2 separate regions of the Mus musculus genome follow, and region 1 is linked to region 2. A link is a contact called in public promoter capture Hi-C data. All regions are on one chromosome and are shown on one strand. The core of a region is the stretch at or near the end of the contact, and the rest is flanking DNA. Distances in the headings are between cores, read along the strand shown. Region 1 holds the start of Lmbr1l (limb region 1 like). Region 2 holds the start of Ddn (dendrin).

The links. Capture Hi-C pulls out chosen DNA fragments and counts their contacts.
Region 1: a contact with region 2 is called in a promoter capture Hi-C map of pancreatic islet. The contact joins the promoter of Lmbr1l here to the promoter of Ddn in region 2. A contact is called at or near these places in 17 of 39 promoter capture datasets (the 3T3-L1 cell line, 3T3-L1-derived adipocytes, cranial neural crest and 10 more), 2 of 15 datasets of contacts at CTCF or cohesin (the NIH/3T3 cell line and embryonic stem cells), 34 of 484 Hi-C or Micro-C datasets (the C2C12 cell line, the G1E-ER4 cell line, the HL-1 cell line and 17 more), 11 of 115 datasets of contacts at active chromatin or transcription factors (bone marrow-derived dendritic cells, embryonic limb bud, embryonic stem cells and 1 more) and 4 of 9 other capture datasets (adipose tissue, embryonic stem cells, liver and 1 more).

What each region holds. Positions count from the first base shown.
Region 1 is chr15:98,915,734-98,921,576 of GRCm38.p6, reverse strand. It overlaps Lmbr1l (limb region 1 like), which reads left to right and starts at 3,479. Exons shown (of 17, transcript NM_029098.3): 1 at 3,479-3,727. The coding sequence starts at 3,656. Gm41396 (a long non-coding RNA gene) reads right to left here and starts at 3,608. Exons shown (of 5, transcript XR_001781764.2): 1 at 3,521-3,608; 2 at 2,555-2,664.
Region 2 is chr15:98,803,305-98,809,384 of GRCm38.p6, reverse strand. It overlaps Ddn (dendrin), which reads left to right and starts at 1,460. Exons shown (of 2, transcript NM_001013741.1): 1 at 1,460-1,780; 2 at 2,185-5,603. The coding sequence starts at 1,572. The coding sequence ends at 4,108. B130046B21Rik (a long non-coding RNA gene) reads right to left here and starts at 3,070. Exons shown (of 3, transcript XR_003951472.1): 1 at 2,161-3,070; 2 at 1,063-1,149; 3 at 1-516.

The DNA.
Region 1 (5,843 bases), core at 2,230-4,729, 110 kb before region 2:
CCCTGCCTCTTTCCTCCTCAGGAGCCTGAGGACTTTTAACCTCTGAGCTGTTTCTCCAACCCCCCACTGAGTGGCCTTTTGGGCTGTAGACACATTTATGGTTTTTTTATTTTGGATTTTCAAGATAGGGTTTCTTTGTGTAGCCCAAACTGTACTGGAACTCACTCTGTAGACCAGGCTGGACTCAGACTCAGCCATCTATCTGCCTCTGCCTCCCAAGTGTTGGGATCAAAGGCGTGTGCAGCCACCACTGCCTGGCCTGAACTAGTCATATAGGCATAAGTGACCTTGAGCTCTGTATTCAAGTGCTGAGATTACAAATGTACACTACCAGACTCATTTATGCATTGTTGGGGAGCAAACCCCAGGTTATGTGCATGGTTGGCAGCACTCTGCCTACTGAACTACCCTGCCCCCAGCCTCCTACTCGCTGTTTATCATTCCTACAAGTTCTAAGTTCTATGAAGGAGAAGCTAGGTCCTTCATATCTACTCAACACACCTAACACCTGGCATATCATGGACCTGAATCTTATGCATGGCAGTCAATAGGAATGAAATGCTCTGGTTTGACTCTGAGGTTTTTTTGTTTTTTTGGTTTTTTTTTTTCTGTTTTGTTTTGTTTTGTTTTTCGAGGCAGGGTTTCTCTGTGTAGCCCTGGCTGTCCTGGAACTCACTCTGTAGACCAGGCTGGCCTCAAACTCAGAAATCCGCCTGCCTCTGCCTCCCGAGTGCTGGGATTAAAGGCAGGCGCCACCACTGCCCAGCGAGTCTAAGTCTTTTAGTTATTTTTGATCTATTTTGTTGAGACAATGTCTACTTTTGGTTTATTTTTTGCGACAAAGCCTTGTTAGGTATTCCCAGTTAGACTGGAACTTCCTAACCCAAGCTGGCCAACCTACATCCTTCTGCCTCAGCTTTCAATCCTTCTCTGTGCTGGAATTACAAGCCTGTGCAGACAGGAGTGTGCCCAACCTGATTTGCACTATACCACTGTCATTAAAGCACCACGCTTCTCATAGTTGAAATAAATGTCTGAGGACTCTGGTGGCTTTCAAAAGCACTTGCTGGCCAAGCCTGACAACCTCAGCTCAGTTGCTGGGACCTACACTGTGGAAGGAGAAAATTAGCTCCCCAAAGTTGTCCTGTGACCGCCTCATGTGCACCTGGGCATGAACTTGTTCTCATGCACACACACACACACACACACACAGAGAGAGAGAGAGAGAGACAGAGACAGAGAGAGAAACAGACGTACAAGTGTAAAACTTACAACTGTGGTGTGGTGGAGTGGGGCATGGTGGCACGTGTATTTAATTCCAGCATCAGGAGGAGCAGCAGCTGGATCTCAGTGAATCTGAGGCCAGCCTTCTCTAAACACTGAATTCTGAGAAGGCTGGGACTATAGAGAGGCCTTGTCTTAAAAACAAAAAAACAACAACAAAAAAATGCCAACAACTCAGAATTTGCATATAACGTATGCATATCGCCCAAAATATTTAGAACCAATACTCCAGCACCTATAATTCTCAATACGGTGTAAAAATTATATAAATAGTTTAGGGTATAGCCGGGCAGTGGTGGCGCATGCCTTTAATCCCAGCACTTGGGAGGCAGAGGCAGGTGGTTCTGAGTTCAAGGCCAGCCTGGTCTACAGAGTGAGTTCCAGGACAGCCAGGGCTACACAGAGAAACCCTGTCTCAAAAAACAAAAAACAAAACAAAATTTAGGGTATACCAGCAAGAACACAAAATCTGCACATGTTCAGTACAGACATAATTTTGTTCCCAAGACTTTTTTTCATGGTGTTGGGAATCAAATCCAAGGTCTTGCTCATGCTAAGTTCTTTATCACTGTGTAACATTCCCAGCCCTAGATGTATTTTGCTGTTGTATTTTGAAGCAGGGTCTCTCTTTGTATCCCAGATGTGTTTTTAGACTTGGTCTCTCATTAGGACTTGGGGCTACATGAATAGGGTTCGCTGACTAGTCTAGTCAGCAGACCCTAGGGATCCTCCCGTCCACACCTCCCCGGGTTCACCAGCCTGCACTACTCATTAATTGTGGGTGCTAGGAATGGAACTTAGGTCCTTCTCCTGTTACCAACTGAGCCATCTCTATAGCTACCCCTCCCAAATGGTTTTTGCTTTGTGTTTGAGATTAGCTGAACCCACAGATGTAGAACCCAACAATGCAGAGGGCCAACTATATAAACATAAATGTATACACGGGATGTATTTATTTTGTTTTTGAGACAAATTCTCACCATGTTACTCTGGTTGTCCTAAAACATTATGTAAAGGGCAGACTGGCCATGAATTTATAGATCCACCTGCTTCTGCCTTCCTAGTGCTGAATTAAAAGACGTGTGCCACAATGCCCAGATGGTTTCTGAATCTCAAAGTAGGACTGGGCCAACCTCTATTTTCTAGTTTCAAATTAAAACGTTAAAACGTTAAAATGTTAAAACATTAAAATTAGATAAAGGCTATAAAGAGAACAGCACATAGCAGGGAGTTAATGTTTGGGAGTTAATGTTTTACTCAACCCACTCACCAATATTCCCTGGGATATTTCCTCAGTTTCGGGATAGCCTGGGCCTGGTAATACATGCAATCAACTAGGAAGCTGAGAATTCAAGGGTAGCCTGGTTTGCATCGCAAGACCTGTCTCAACAAAACAAAAGTTTCATGACATTTTTAAAAAGTCTCCTGTTTTTTTGTTTTTGTTGTGGTTTGTTTTTTAACTATTTGTTCTCTAATACCCTAGGCCTTCCACAAAAATAACTGTGTGAAAGCTGTCTGGAGTGGCAGGGAAACTCCAATAACAAATAAAAAAACGCATCGGGCAGTGGTGGCACAAGCCACTAATCCCAGCACTTGGGAGGCAGAGGCAGGCGGATTTCTGAGTTCGAGACCAGCCTGGTCTACAGAGTGAGATCCAGGACAGCCAGGGCTACACAGAGAAACCCTATCTCGAAAAACCAAAAATAAAAATAAAGAAAAAGAAAAGAAAACGCTATGGACCTTTGGGTTACAGGCAGCCGTCCCTTCAGAAGACCCCGTGGTGCTTACATCTTCTCGACGGGCTGACCTGATCCCAACCTTATTCGTTTAAACTAAAATCCTGACGGATACACATCCTGGAACCAACCCTCACATCTCAGCCGTGGACCACAAGGACTCTTAGTTTTAGAACAGCTTCGACAGGCCAAAAACATCCCGCCTCCTTTCCCAGAATGTCCTATCAGCGCACTCCTAGCGATGACCGACAGTCTACGAGGAACCAGTAAGTTCCGCTCCTCTGAAGAAACCCGCCCAGGCCTTGTGTCGTCACTGGGCACCAAGCCTGGCACTTCCGCGTAGCCGGGCGGCGGGTACTTGCGTTGAAACGTGCTTGCGAGTGACCCCACCTTAAAGGGGAGGGGACCGAGGGGGACCCGAGCCCTTTAAGACTAGGCGGGCTGGGGCCTGCCCCTTTAAGGGCGGGGCGTCCGACCGCAGAATCTGAGCCCCAGATTACCTTGAGTTTCCGTCACGGGCAGCGAGGAGAGGCGCTTAGGCTGGGTCCGGGTGCTTGGCGGGCGGCGGCGGCCTCATCCCCGCTCGTCCTCCCCGGGCCCGGAGACACCCCCGCCCCAGTCATGCTGAGCAGAGTATGGAAGCAGCTGACTACGAAGTGCTATCCGTGCGAGAACAGCTGTTCCACGACAGGGTCCGCGAGTGCATCGTGAGTCCGGGACCTGGGCGGGAAGGGGCCGGGCCGAGGTGGGAGGGGCGCGCCGCGATGGAGACGGGAAGTCCAGCTGCCTGGGCTCCGGAGCACCTCGACCCCTGCGAGCGCCGGGGCCGGGCCGGTGAACTCCCGGTCGGGTCGGCTGGGTCCCTGAGCCGTAAACAAAGCCGCCGGGTTTCCGTTCCTCGGCCGCTCGCCCCTCCCCCCGCCCCTTCTACTCCACCCCCGTGGGCGTTCCTGGCGATGGGGGTCCTCTAGTGTGGAGCGTTTGATCCTCTGGAAAAGGATGGATTTGCTTCGGGACAAGTTAGTGTGCGTGTTCCCCCTTAAAAGTAGATGAAGGGCAACCATGGTTGATGTTGAAATGAAGGGAGACTCGGTCACATTGAGCAGTTAACCGGGGACATGCGATGGTGGCGCGAGGGGCGAAGGAAAAGTGGGAGCTGTAGTGGGTCCTCCCACTAAGGAAGAAAGAAGTCCTGTCCGACGAGATGGGGTTGTAAGAAGTGGAGATGGAGGAACACCGAGGTTTCCCCGCCTGTTTTCTCTCCCCTGTAGTAGTGGTTGTTTTCATTCCTTCTGTGATTGAATCCTGGGCCTCTGGCATGCAGCATGCCAAACACAAGCCAATACAATGACACACACCCCGCACGACTTCCGGATAATTTGTTTGACACTCAGACTGGGTTTCCAGCCATCCCGTGTGAGTTCTCATGTGTGGGTGGGGTGGGGTGGGGTGGGGTGGGGGTGGGAGGGTCCCGGGTCCGCAGTGATCCTGAGCGCATCTAGCCTGTATTTCTTATTCTTTAAGCATTAATCTAGAATTGCAGTTGAACTTTCCATACGGCAGTGTACTACTCTAGGGTAGGAGCACCCGTGGGACTTAGGGAAATCTATTTTCCTTGGGCCTGCTTTGAATGATAATCTCTTTGTCTGCTGGGTTTTTTTGTTTTATTTTGTTTTGTTTTCCCAGAGAGCTCTGCACATACTAAATGAAAAGGGAAGGGTTTGGAGGAGTGGAAGGAGATCTTACTGAATAAAGGGGAGGGCTCAGATGGTGTCTTTCTTCATTTTTCTCAGGCTGAGCTTTAGGCTACCCCTTGGCATGCTTAGATTGAAGAAACGGTAAAGGGGACTAGGTCTGCCCTTACCAATGAGGGCATACGAGTATCTAGCCCCAGGATAAGAGTCGGGTAGCATCTCTTCTGTGTTCCTTGGGAGAGGTACACATTGGGGATTGGGCATATCACGGTGGGGGGCCAGGGGGGGGCACATCCAGGCCTTATAAGATACTGACCACCTGGAGGGATGAGGCCGAAGAAACTGCTCAGTATGTGTTTCTGCCTCCTAAGCCATTAGCTTAGGACATCAGCTCCAGCCAGGGGCAAGTGAACGTTTCTAGTGTCTCCTGAATGTGGCTCCCATCTAGAAACTAGAGAACAACCCAGGTAGGAGGTGGGGGTGCGCGCCTTCAGTTCCAGCACTCAGGAGGCACAGGCAAGCGGATCTCTTGAGTTTATGGCCAGTCTGGTCTACAGAGTGAGTTTCAGGACATCCAGGGCTACACAGAGACACCATGGGAGAGGGAGGGAGCGAGCACTGAAACAGCTTAGCCTGTCCTGGAAGTGGGTGGAACCCCAAGCCTGACCTTTTGAGCTCTACTACCCTCTTGGCTGTTAATCAAGTTCAAGACCAAAAGGGGCAGAGAAGGAGCTGTTGGGAAAATTCAGCTTCCATCTTAGTGGCTCTTCCTATGGGGACTTCCTAAATCAAAAGCTATCACTTTATTCTAGACACAGGACTTTCTTGGTCTCCTCTTTGTCACTGTACAGATTTCCTCTAGGGTCTGTTTATCTTGGAGACTAGAAGACACGTGAGATCGAGCTTGTCTGTGCCTACCTCAAATGCAATGACATTTCCCTTTTGTTTTTCTGATGCCTTGGAATGGTGTAGAGATGTAATGCTTGTACTACTTATCTGTCCAAGTTCTGTCCTGTCATTTGGAGGTCTAACCACTCAAGGCCATGTGTAGGTCCTAAGATACTTGGCTCTGAAGTTAGAAATTACTTATGGTAGGGTCTCAGGAGTGACTACTTTTAGAGTGACAGAT
Region 2 (6,080 bases), core at 211-2,710:
CTACTTTGCTGTTTCTCAATGAGTGTGACCTATAACAATTCTTTGGTCCCTGTCCCCTTAAAAAGAAGGCTCTGTATCCAAATGCTCCTTGTACTTCTATGAAAAACCAACTTTTGTCTCTCCCATTTACCCCACCAAGTCTCAGCTCCTGGGAAGCAGCTGAGGAAAATGGGGATAGACACACTTTGCAAGCCCACAGGCTTCTGTTCCTAAAGTCAGGAGCAGCAAATGGTCCCTTCTTCCTCAGGAGCCATTGCCACCCTCTCATCCCGCTCCCTACACTTCTCCCCTCCCCTGAGCTGCTGCTATGGTTGCCAGGCATGGTTGCTAAGTCTCTGCATGGAAGGTTGGCGTGGGCTGTGCTGCCACTAACATTACCATGGTGAATCAGGGGACACCTGGTACAGGCATAGGGGGAGGGATCCCGAGGATGCAAGCAGCAACCCCCCAGAATCGAGTGAGTCCAAAAGGTGAGCTGCACCACACCATGCCAGTCAAGTGAACTAGAGCCCCGACCTAGGAAAGAAAGGCCACTTTTATCTTTTCTGTTGCTAGGGGATTTGGCTGTGCCACAGGAGCACTCTAGTCCATCCCCCTCTGTTAGGGTACAAATGTATTTAAGCACTCTATCTGCACCCCACATAAGGCTTGGAAGAGCTGTGTGGGCACGGAACTGTGTAACCCTAGAATCCTGGCTTCTGGGTTAGGGGAGCTAGCCTGCTGCTCAGGGAAGGCTCTGTGGGTGCCCAAGGACACCCATATTTAGAGTAGGAGTCGTCCTGCTGTTTGGTGGCCAGGATAGATGGAGTTCCGCCTCAGCAGAGAAAGCTGAGGCATACAGGTGCACCTTTCTGAGGTCTTGGGGGAGCAGCTCTCCCCCAGAGTCGCACAAAAGCTTCCTGAAAGCGGCACCTCTTCTCTGTACTGCTTAGGAACTGGTTACTCATCTCAGCTGCACCCGAATGCCACCGACACTAAAAATAGCCCGCTCCCCCCAGCTGTGGGCCAGCCTCTCTTGCACCCCAACCCCATGGAAACCAGCAGCGAGTGGCAGGCAGAGACCTTGAGTTCTGTTCTCACCACTCCCTGTCGGAGAAAGGAGTCTGGGCGAGCAGGCAGGAATAGAGAGAGCACTGGTGGTCAGGCAACCTGACAAGCAGGAAAGCAAAGGGTTAAAACTTCGGGAAGGATGAAGAAATGGGGGCTGGAGGAGAGGGCACCGTAAGCTTGGCAAGAATCAGAAGTCTCTCCCCGCCCACTCGCAGGTCCCATTAGGCTTGGGGGACCTGAGCAGTGAGTGGGAAGGGGCGTCCAATCCCAGGCCCCAGGGGGCGGCCGTGCACATGGGGGAGGAAGCAGCGCGGAGCCGTCCACGGCGGCGTGTCACATGCGCGCGCGCTCGCGCGCTAGCACACACTCACACACGCACAGACAGGCACACACGTGTGCCCGGGTATATATAGTTGCCAGTCCCTGGGCCTGCCGCTCTGCAGTGGGCGCCGGCTCCCTGGGTTGGGAGGGGGCTCACGGGGCGGGTGGGAGGGTGGGGGGCCGGGGTGGGGTGGGGCAGGATGCTGGATGGCCCGTTATTCTCCGAGGGGCCCGACAGCCCCCGGGAGCTCCAGGATGAGGAGTCCGGCAGCTGCCTCTGGGTGCAGAAGTCCAAGCTGTTGGTGATTGAAGTGAAGACTATTTCCTGTCATTATAGTCGTCGCGCTCCTTCTCGACAGTCCATGGACATCCAGGCCAGCTACTGGGCCCGTGGGCCCCAGAGCCGCACGTGAGTGAAGGAGGGGTGAGGGGCAGCAAGTGGTGGGGCGGGAAGTGGGGTCCAGACCTCCCCGCTGGCACCAGCAATTGCTGCTGTTCCCTTCTCTTTCCCGCGCCTCCCTCCCCCCACTCGTCGAGGACTGGGGCCTGAATCATTGAGCGCTGTTTAGGGGGACAGGAGTACTAGTGGCAGGCGGTGAGATGGGGGCAGTCGCTGTTAAAGTGTGCATGGAGAGATGGCGAGGAGTCTCATTTCGACTTTAGCCCTAACATATACGCACGTGCACTCGCTCAGACACTCACACGAACCCTCCCACATGGCTGCCCCAAGTGGTCTCCAGTGCTCCCAGCTCCCCGGACCTCGGCTCTCTGTCCCCGCAAACTGCTCACCTGGGTTCCTGCTCATTGTCCCAGGTGTAGGCTGCGCCCGGGATCCCCTGAGCCGCCACCCCGCCGACCCTGGGCCTCCAGGGTGCTGCAGGAGGCAACCAACTGGCGGGCGGGCCCCCCCGCCGAGGTCCGAGCCCGGGAACAAGAGAAAAGAAAGGCGGCGTCGCAGGAGCGGGAGGCCAAGGAGACCGAGAGAAAAAGGCGCAAGGCTGGCGGGGCCCGACGGAGTCCCCTAGGTCAGCCCCGCCCAGAGCCCCGGAACGCCCTTCGGGCAGCCCAACCTACAGGGTTTCCAGTTTTCTCCAGACCAGAGCGCTTCGGGCAGGTGGGGCGAGCGCCCCGACCATCCGTGCTCCCGCAGGGTGACCCAGGGGTTGCATGGGCGGGGCCATGGGGAGGCAGAAGGCCAGGGCCCCCTAGCTACGAGGCTCACCTGCTGTTGAGAGGCTCTGCAGGCACAGCCCCAAGGCGCCGCTGGGACCGGCCGCCACCCTATGTGGCTCCACCTTCTTATGAAGGTCCCCACAGGACCCTGGGGACTAAGCGAGGCCCGGAGCTCTCCCGGGCGCCCACCTCATCAGCCCCAGTTCCAGCCACCACCAGGACAGAGGGAGGGCGCACGAAGAAGAGGCTGGATCCTCGAATCTACCGGGATGTTCTAGGAGCTTGGGGTCTCAGACAGGGACGGGGACTCTTAGGAGGTGCTCCAGGCTGTACAGCAGCCAGAGCTAGGCCAGAGTCTTGCAAAGGGGCTATAGAGAAAAGCTCAGGCCTAGTTGCTGCTGGCCTGAACAGTGCTGGCGATAGTCATTCCCAAGGCAAAACGACTGGCGGTCCAGGCACGGACGCAGCTCTCTCTAGGTCCGCGATCAGCAGCCCACCTCGTCCTGTTCCCAGGTCCAGGCAGCACCTCAGGGGGTCAAGGAAAGGGAAAGAAGGAAGTGAGCAGATATGGCTTCCCACGTGTTGGCTTGCCTCCCCTAAAAAGCCTCCAGTTAGGCACAGCCAGACGCTCCCTAGACCCTGGGCTCCTGGAGGCACCGGGTGGAAAGAGTCCCTGGGTCAAAGAGAGGGGGCAGAACATGAGACCCTGGAAGTTTGGAAGGTGACCCGCCGTGCCCACACCCTGCCCCGCATTTCCCGAGGTCCCGCTGGTAGAGAAGGCATCTTTGTCATTGACGCCACATGCGTGGTGATAAAGTCCCAGTACGTTCCGACCCCTCGAACCCAGCAGGGTCAGCTCGTGCCCTCTGGGGAGTCGTGCAGTGTGAGCGACAGCCTTAGTCAACCCAAGCCCTGTCACGAGGAGGAGGGCGAGGGGGCCGCTGCCAACCCTTCAGTTTGCCAAAAGCGACTGTTGAGCAGTCGAGTCTTAAACCAACCGAGCGAGGGTCGCGAGTGCGAGGCCGAGGTCGGACAGCAGGGGGATTCTTCATTGGAGGAGCGCTCCTCCAGCGGTTTGGGGTTCCCTGTCGGAGAAGTGAACCCGCGAGACGCCCCCACGCAGCCAGGTAGCCAAGAGCACCCGACCTTAGGCCCAGCGGCTCCGGTATGCGCCGGCAGCTTGAAGGGCTCAGAAGCGGCTGGTGTCCCGCGGCGCGCGGGCGGGGGCTGGGCGCGGACTCCAGGGCCCTACGCCGGGGCGTTGCGAGAAGCCGTGTCCCGCATCCGCCGCCACACCGCCCCAGATTCGGACTCAGACGAAGCGGAGGATCTCAGCGTCCATAGCGGCTCCTCTGATGGAAGCGACACAGACGCCCCAGGCGCCTCCTGGCGGAATGAGAGGACCCTGCCTGCGCTTGGGAACACCCGGCCCAGGGAAGGCGGGAAGACAGCAGGGCTGAGCGACAGTATCCGGGAGATTGTGGATGTCATCAGTCAAACCGAGGAAGGCTTCATCCGAGAGGACACCAGGAAAACGCCACAGGGAAATAGAGAGAGGGAGTGAGCGATGCCCCTCTTTGTTCTCGTGTCGCTCAGCCCATCCACCCTGGGCTCACCTGCTCCTTCTCTCTCTCCAGGCTTCGTTTGCTTCCTTTTCTTCTTTCCCACCTATACCTGTTCCCACACTTGAAACAGAGGAGAGAGGAGGAACCAGGGAAGGTAGCGTCTGCCAACTCAAGGGTTAGTTTCAGGGAAAGTGTGGGTGGGCCATCCACACCTGCTACATTCGGTGTGGAACTGTTCCGACAGAGAAAGAGAAGGGGCAGGGATGGTGCCTGCGATGGGCAGGGCAGGGTCCCTGACAGGAGAGAAAAAGTAATGGAGAGGCCTTGAACCTAGTGACTGAGTGGAGGAGACAGAGGAACTTTGGGCAGAGAAGAAATGAATGCATACACACAACCAGCAACCTGGCGAGAGGGCTCTCTTTGATGTTACAACTCAAGTTTCAATTCCAACTCTGCCACTGACCTAGCTGGTGGACCTCAGAGTAACTATTTTTGCGCCCGGGCATCCCGGACTTCTGTAAATGTAAAATGAGCGCTTTCTGCCTCCCATTCTTTTGTCCCTAGGATTTTGTGAATAAGCGAGTAGAGAGAATCTGAGGGTTCTTACCCACTTCGGTCATCCTCAGTTCGGAAGACTGTCAAGGTCTTCAGATTTAAACGGACAAAGGGCTTCTATTCCAATTTTCCCAGTTTAGGTGAGTGCTCCCACAGCCGAGCAGGATCATGGCCCTCTCACTGCCTCTAGCCTGCTGTGGCCCAAGCTGGAGAGGGAAGGTAGCCAATGAATCAGCTTGGGACACTTTTAGGCCTTCCCCTTCTCCTCCATCTCCGTGTCCTTAGTGACGCTCTGAAGTGTTACCGGGATTTTCCACGCAGACGGTATCGCCCACCGGATAGGACCTTGACAATTTCTGTGTCTCTCCAAGGAAAACAGCCAGGCAAGGAGGAAGGTGGATTTTTCAGCAGACGGTGCGGGGTGTGATACTCGCTGTAGCCACTACGGGGCGCGCGCAGGTCGCGGATTCCCCCGGTTGCTGGTGCTCGAGTGCCCCTACACCAGCACTGCCAGTTATCTGGATCCCTAGTTACCGGCGCCGGTTTCCTGCCTTGACACCTCCAAACCGCGCGCGGGGCCGGGAGCAGGCCTCCGGCCTCCCAGACTTCTGGGGCGCGCCGAGCCCTTCTTTGTATTAATCCACGCCAACCGGTTTGAGACTGACATTTAAGCCTTTCTTCTTCTTCTTCTTCTTTTTTCTTTTTCTTTTCTTTCTTTCCAACCCTGGGCACTTCCTCTGTGTCTGCCATTTATTAGCCATGTGACCTTGGCCAAATCACTTCACCTCCCTGAGCCTCAGTTTCCTCATCTGTCAAATGGGGGTTTATAAACACCTACCTCGCAGGGTTGTTGTGAGGATTTAATGAGGTAATGTATATAAGGCGTCTTGCACAGTGCCTGGCACATAGCAGGCGCCCAATAAATCTACTCGCCCCTTTATGCAGCTCTGGAGTCTCTCTTTCTCTGACCTATCCCCCACTGTGTCCCTCCCTCAGTCCTTCTTGACTTCTTCCCGCTCATTGTGAGGGGGAGGAGGACTCCTCTCTGGTGGAAACTTCTAGTCCACCCTGTTCCCTGGCTGGGACTCTCCCTTCCTTGCCCCCCGCCGCACCCCTGCCGGCTCTTCCCTCTGCCCTGGTGCACTCCCCCCCACCCCTCATTCCGGGCAAGGGCTGAGTCAGTCTAGGTAAATTTAGCCATCGGCTGGGCAGGAGCGGGGGCTTCGCCCAGACTCAGTCACCAGGTCTGGTGACCCATCCCTCTGTCCCTACTCCCGTTAACCCTAACTCCCGCAACTCCTTAGACCGCTCTCAAACCACTCAGGCTTTTAGCCTCCAATTAGCTTGACATCACACCCAGAGAGACCCAAAGGCAGGACGCAGAGGGGGCAGGGCTCCCAGACCACAGCCACAGCT